Linked DNA regions of Gossypium arboreum: region 1 is linked to region 2. Evidence: chromatin contacts called from public Hi-C data. All regions are on one chromosome and are shown on one strand. Each heading gives the region's core, a stretch centred on a gene start, on an enhancer-like site or on the middle of the called end of the contact. The rest is flanking DNA. Distances are from core to core; before and after follow the strand shown. Region 1 overlaps LOC108456877 (protein CASP). Region 2 overlaps LOC108457317.

Region 1 (3,631 bases), core at 647-3,146, 730 kb after region 2:
GACTTGACACTCCTTCCCCATCGCTGCCGACACAAGGCCAGCTCTCCCTCGAGCTCCTCTATTCTTGTGCTTAAAGCTAGCATCGTGGCCATTGTTTCCTCCTTCAAAGCCATCAACGTGGCCTCAAGAGCATCGTTCCTATCCGACAGTTTATCTTTATTTGAATCAAATAACTCATTTACCTTATCCATGGTCGAATTAAGAGACATCTTTACATAGTCTCTGGTCTGTTCCTTCCAGTTGTCTATGTGACCCTCGAACCCATCGAGTGCCTCATTTACGCCCTCCATGGATCCTCGAGTTTATCCACACGTTCCTTCATCGCCGACAAAGATCTCCTCAAACCTTTTCTTGCCCTCCTTTGTCCGCACTCTTCTTTCGACATCCCAACAAAGGCCTTGAACCAACATTTCGGATACCACTTGTCACGGGCTAGACCTTTCGTCTCAGACCATGCGGCCTTAGCGATTTGTTTCGTCCAAACTCGCCCAAGTCACTTTTTACTCGAATGAGGATTCCTTAAGAACTCCTCCAAAGCACCAACTCAGACAAATGAAGCAAACTTGTGCCAAAAGAAGCTTAAAAAGAACAACAGAAAGGAACGCTCGCAAAGTGTTTGAGTAAATGCTCTCTATTCTCTTATTCACAAAGAATAATGAAACAATGAATGGAGTGAGTACAAATGAGGGGGAGGCTCTCTATTTATACTTGAGCTCCCCCAAAACCGACGGTCAAGATACAATTATATCGACGGACGAGATTAACCAATCCCCTAATTTAAGGGATTTTACAAGATACTTCCATATCAAATCCTATCTAATCTTTACAAGATATGATTCCCTCTATCTTTAAAGATTAGTTACCATAGTTGCCTAAGTTGCCATATCTTCGCTATCGGGCCAACCAGGCTTCAATCTGACAGGCTTCTCCAAGTCGTGGGCCAAATGATCTCCATCTAAGTAATAGACCTCCATCGGATGCATTCGGTTCGATGGTCACGGGCTTTGAACTCTGGCCCGTGACATTAGTACCCAAACAAAAAGTGATTAATCTACTGGTATAGTACTGGCTATCTTGCTTGTGACACTAATTTAGTCAATAATTTAATTATAGTAAAGATGTTTATTAAATAATAACTTTTAAATATTCACAAATTTAATTTATAATTAACTTATTACACCAACTCAAATAAAAATATTATAATAATATAGAAACAACATCTATCATATTTGAAAGTTGAGAACTTCTAATTAGGATCAAACCAATTCATAAATATGAAAATATAAACGCTTAATGTTGCTCTCTTAGCAAAACAAGCTTGGCGATTGTTAGCTAATCTGAACTCGTTTGTTGCATGTTTGTTAAAGGCTAAATACTAATATTGTGAAAACCAAACCAGACCGGCCGGTCGAACAAAAAACCGGAAAAGTACCGGTCCGTTCAACAGAAAAAATCCTTTTGAACCGAGTATCAGGAAAAACAGGTCGAACTGGCTTTTGGAAATTTTGAACTCCCTGGGTTAGGTCAAGCTGGAAAAACGACCCAATAATAAAAAAAGTCTGGTTCTTTTCAACTATGAGACCAAAGCAGAAAAAACTAAATGAAAATAAATTTAAAATTTCGAAAACTAAAAGCTAATGTCCTAAATCTACCCGTGACCCTCACGCCCCACAGTCCCACACCCATCAGGCCGTCAGATTCTTCAGCCCCAGAATAGCAGCGTCTGCTCTGCCTCACCCACCCTCAATCTAGAAGGGTTTAAAGTTTAAATAGTAGAGTAATGAAGAAGAAACGTTAAGGAAAAAGAAAAAAATATGAAGAATTGAAAAAAAGAAAAGAAGCTAGAGTGAAGAAGCCAAAGTAATCTCATCAGAAAAGAAAAGAAAAGAAAGAACAGTGAAGGTCACCCACTTATAGTATTCACGAATAAGAAGAAAAAAATAAATCCAATATTAAAATAAGTAAAAAGTATGGTGTTACACGCCTTGAACTAGCTAATGGTTGGATTCAATGTCTACTCAGTGAAGAACGGAAATGTTTGGCTGAAGCTTTGCGACTTTGATTACCCAGACTTTTCATTTCTTCGATAGTTTTGTTTTTTCAACCTGCTGTTTTGCGTTCTCTCTTCCGAGTTTCAAGACTTTGTATTTCCCCCTAATTTATTATTATTATCAGCTGGCATTTTCCTCAAAAAGAAAAATTTTGAAATCGAATTTCCTCACCTCCATTTTTAAGACAACAATCTCAATTTTTTTAAAAGAAAAATACGTGCACTAGAATTAGAATGGCGTAAAAAATCAAGTTGAGCAAAAACTTAAGATCGAAAGACAGGGATGTATAGTATTAGCTATTTTGAACATAACATGATTGTGTTACATGTACAGTTTATTAAGTTTGTAAATTTAATTTCAATGCCATATTCTTCTCACAAGAACAAACCATAAATGAAGAAATGGCTAAGGGTAGATGTCACTAATATCCACGCGGGCGGTACAAGTTTTTCTCAACGACGGCAGTTTCCTCAGAGCCATGGCTGCATTAACAAAAAATACTTGGAGTCAGATTAATCTGAAAGGAAATCTGGCTTAGTTATATTAATGATTAGGGCACATTATCACCTGAGGTAGCTTAGAGCGGACATTCGGTATAGACAAGTAAACACTAGGATATGCAAACCAATTGTGTAGAAAAATGCAAACGTTCGAGCATACCTGCACTTACAAACCAAGTATTTCATTAGCAAATCAACAAATTTTCTAAGCAAGCAGGTATTATTGCGTCCACACGTCACGGAGAGAATTGCTCCAGACTCCCTTATACAATGGTGACCACATTAATTTAACCACGGCCCAACAAAAATGTGCTACTACTATTCTTATTTGATATATACAAGGGCTATAACACCCAAAAGAATGTAAAGGTACATGCACATAGAAATTCTGCTCATTTACAAATGCACATTTGTAGACAGGGAACGACACTCGGACCAAAGTTGACCTATAATAAGCATTTGAATGAAGTCAACGACCTTACACAATCATCCTGCCTTAAATGATACAAACCCCAGATCCAATTACCATTCGGTTTGCTGTTTGCAAAGTAAAACGAGAAAAAAAGTTGAGCCTACTAAAGACATACCCAACCTACGTGAAACCTATATTCACCCGCTTAAGAGTGACTATCCTCAAGAAAAAAAATGAAGTGGAAAGAAGACAGAGACCTAAACTCCTCACAATGCTAGACACCCCAAATCTACCAGCGTGATTGCCACCTTTACAAATGTGTATACACTCGAAAAGAAAAATGCAAGAAATGGGACAAGAGATCCTGCCAAATAAAGAATACTATACACTGTATATGCAATAGATGATGAAACAAAACCATACTTGTTTCCCAGAAGAAAACGTCCGCTGCTGAGTGTGATTCTGTCTCTGAAGCCCAGCTCCTTGTATCTTTGATCCCTCTCCTATGTAATAAATGAAACTGATTATTCTATTATGCCCAACAAACAGCATGAATAAAAATGTGACCTGAACTCGAAGATTCCATGAATGTAAATGTTAACTGGATTATTTTGATGTTCTCATATGAGTTGGCATGGATGGTAAAAAGCTGAGAGTTTGCATTTCTT
Region 2 (3,733 bases), core at 917-3,416:
CTTTTATTTTCTAGTTTGTACCACATTTCTTACATTTTTTTTCTCCTCTTTAATGTGGTGCTATGGTTTTATGTTTGGCACTGTCTCAGTGCGATATACTGGCAATTCCAAGATTTTTTAATTACTGTTTCTGCATGTAAATATAATTTATACGGTTCCTTTTATCTCAGGTTTGGAGGCTTCAGGCAGCTCTTGGTGAGCAATCAGAAATCACCAAATATAGTCAGCAGGAGTTTGAGAGGCTTCAAAATGTAATTTTCAACTTTACCACTGCAGCTTTATTGGGTCAAATAATTAATTGTTAAACCCTGCATTACGAGCCTAATGAAGGTGGATTGAGATATATTCTTGTTGCTGACATGCGTGTTTTTTATGTAATGTCCAGGAAAAAGTGTTATGTAGGGTGTGCTTTGAGAGAGAGATAAGTGTGGTTTTGCTCCCCTGTAGGCATCGTATTCTTTGCAGGTATAAGGTCCTTTTGATGTGATTGCATTTAAAGATGTATCCAAATGAAACTCAATCCTTTTCTCTCTTAATCAGATATTATTTTATTATTCTATATTAAGCTCATCAGTTCCTTTGCATTGCAGTACCTGCTGCGAGAAGTGTAGAAAATGCCCTATCTGTCGGGTCTCCATTGAAGAACGCTTACCTGTATACGATGTTTAAATGGAAGTGCAGAGCAAATATCAAATAACCTAACAGGTCAGATGTTTTTATAAAGTTCTCATACTAGAGTGTTGCCAGTTTGAATTGACGTGAGCTAGTATAAAGATATAGAATATACATGCTATAAGTACAAAAAGATTTTTCTCCGTTATTTTATATCTAATTACAGGAAATGTAAATATAGTTTCATGATAGGAATGAGATTCTGACATGGGTTGTAAGGTTTTGCTAGCTTGTTTATTGGATCAGTAGTGCAGAATGACAAGTTACGGTCCTTTTTTTTTTAAAAAAATTGTAAAACTGTAGAATTAATACTACTTGCCAGTTTATTCTGTGTATTCATTTATTCCTTTTTTGCTTTTTTCTCAACTTTTTTCTAACTTGTTACTTTTTGAGTTGGGATGAATAAAATAGTAATTGTGCCCAAGACCAGACCTGAAGTTGGTTAATAGATAAACTTATGGAGAGAAGTAAAAAGAATTATTGGGTGATGTGAAAAATATGTGATGCTTCTTGGTGTAGCAGTGGATTTGGCATTTATTGGTTGATAGTGTAATAGAGAGATGAGCAGAGTTGAATATCCGTCGTCTCCTACTGAAGCCAATGCCTTATCGGAATCTGGGTTATGTTTGAAAATGGACTTTGGTCGACTGTTTTTTAGATTCGGCCGCATCATCTATTTAAATCGGACATTAACAATTTTTCTATTTAAAAAGTAACATTTACATGAAGGCGTTTTATATTAAATCTTCATTTGGTTTATAAGGAGTTCAGCATAATTTTATTTTTGACCCATGTCTTGAATGTGCCATAATGATCACATTTTCTTTTTCTTCAATGTAATAGAAAGATAATAATGAGTGTAATATGAACTCCCAAGAAACAACTACGGAAAGATAGAGCTTTGCATAAATCCTAATGGGAGGTTTTCCAAAATGTTACAATCAATGTTTTTTTTTTTTTAAATTGGATTGGTGGTTAAATCAATCAAATTATTGGTTCATCGGTTGATCTTGTTTAGTTTAATGATTTAATCAGTTTGATTAAAAAAATTAGAAGAATTTGATTCAACTGTCAGTTCAATAAGTTTTCTAGTCGTCAATCTATTCATATTGATTTTTCATTTAATTGGTTTTAGATTATTTTTATAGATTGATCTTTTGGTCAATTTTTAGTTCAATCGAATTGACTTATGGATCCGGTGTAGTTCATACTCTGAAAACGGAAATAAGCAGAATGGCATGAAAAGAAAAATGCTCTACAAATATCGGTGGCAGGGAAGGGAACACGGACCTCATGGGCCAAACTAATATGCCCAACTGCCTGCATTGAGACAAGGACATCATTTGCCTAACCTTCTGCATATTTCCAATCTATACGAGATGAAGCCAAAACCTACATATTATTACCCAAAGGCAAATATGCAGATATAATAAAACCTTAAAACTCATCAGACATCACTTCAAACATTGCCCTCAATATTTAATAACCTCGAATCCCATGCCCAACTAATCACCTCTTCCTTGCTACTTTACAGCTGCAAATAACCCACACTTCCTTTCTTTTTCTTTTAAACTCAATATATTAATAAATAATCTTTCATAATTAAATCAAATAGTAGACGATCAAAATCACAAAAGAACCCCAAATTCAAAGTTGCAAAGAGGGATGAATTCAAAGGAAGCAAGCCCTTGTCGTTGTTTCTTCCACATTTCTTGCAGCCTCGAGTACGCTTTGTGTATTTCAAAAAAAAAAAAAAGGTTGTACACTTCGTAAACCATAAAACTACCACAAATGAGCCCAACAACCCAAAAAAATTAAAAATAAAATCATACATGGTAATGGGATTTTGTCCCCATAAAGCAAGAACCTAAAAAGGTGGTAACACATGGTTTATATCTACATCATTCGTATATGTTCTATGTGACCCAGCATACCTATTGTTTTCCTCTAACTACATGTTCAATGCCTCCACCAATCTGGGAAGAATGTGCCACAAACCGAATGGCTTCGACTTATATATATATATATATATATATAGAAGTATCCGGTTCATATTTAACACATGTACAAATTTAATTTTCAAGCATCCATCAAATACATGAAATTTTAAAAAAAATAAATCTAACGATTACCATGCTGACATATGTGGCATTCACATCTATGTTGAAGTAATATAGCTCTTAGAAAATAAGCATTGCTTGTGATTTTCTTGTAGCTTTCTTTCTGGCATGCGTGTTGACATAAAGGTGACTAAATCCTCTCACCACTACCTTCTTTTATACAATCATGTCTCCTGCAATTTCACAAAATTTTCTTCACTTGATGATTTTAAATGACAAATTGTTAGTATCCACCATGTTTTTTCAACTATATTAGCAGAAGCTAGAAAAAAGGTAGAAAAATTTTCGTGGATTTTGCTATATCTTTCGCTTCTAATAGGTAGTTGAAGATTCATGTTGCTTTGGTTATATATTAGGGAAAAATGTGTCTTTTGGCTACTTCAAATCCCATCACAGTTTTCTTTTGGTAGTCTTTATGGTTGCAATTCAGTGTTTTTTTATTGTCTTTTTGGTTAAAAGATACAAGCTTTCATTATTTTTTATTTATTTAGTTTTTGTGAATAATTATTTATTTTGAAAAGTCTTTATTCAAATTTAGGAAGTAGAGTTTGAGAAAGCTAATGATAGATGAAAGGTGAAATCCCAAATTTCTTAAATATTTATGATTCGAAAGTTATTCAGATTTGAATGTAAGTGTTAGATATAGGCATGTATGTTGATTTTTTTATTTTTTATTTTTGTTTCTGTTAAGTTTTTCCATGTGTTTGGAGGCATTATATCTCATTACCCACATTTGATTTTTGAATAGGTGTTAGGACATGAATGCTCAAATAGATAATATTAAAGAAAATGAAAAATAGAAATAACATTAATTTAGTGTGCGTTTGTTTTACGGAAAATGATTTATGGAAAATATTTTCTATATTTTCTTATATTTGTTTCATGGAAAATAGCTTGATCAGTGAAAAATGGCTTATAGGAGGATTGAAAATAAGCCAATT

The links. A called contact is a pair of places that touch in the nucleus more often than the background predicts.
Region 1: a Hi-C map of leaf shows a contact between it and region 2, with 7 times the contacts expected there. The contact joins two enhancer-like sites. A contact is called at or near these places in 2 of 5 Hi-C or Micro-C datasets (both in leaf).

What each region holds. Positions count from the first base shown.
Region 1 is chr9:45,771,760-45,775,390 of ASM2569848v2, forward strand. It overlaps LOC108456877 (protein CASP), which reads right to left. Exons shown (of 19, transcript XM_017755607.2): 17 at 3,387-3,466; 18 at 2,619-2,711; 19 at 2,315-2,533. The coding sequence ends at 2,473. Among protein-coding and RNA genes, the nearest start is that of LOC108456877, 18 kb to the right of the region's middle. Within about 2 kb of position 1,897, at least 2 of the 2 cell types and tissues checked have an H3K27ac peak or open chromatin away from gene starts, as enhancers often do. A contact at or near this core is called in leaf, where this site is marked.
Region 2 is chr9:45,041,670-45,045,402 of ASM2569848v2, forward strand. It overlaps LOC108457317, which reads left to right. Exons shown (of 14, transcript XM_017756308.2): 12 at 171-251; 13 at 386-465; 14 at 591-1,672. The coding sequence ends at 669. Among protein-coding and RNA genes, the nearest start is that of LOC108457317, 9.8 kb to the left of the region's middle. Within about 2 kb of position 2,167, at least 2 of the 2 cell types and tissues checked have an H3K27ac peak or open chromatin away from gene starts, as enhancers often do. A contact at or near this core is called in leaf, where this site is marked.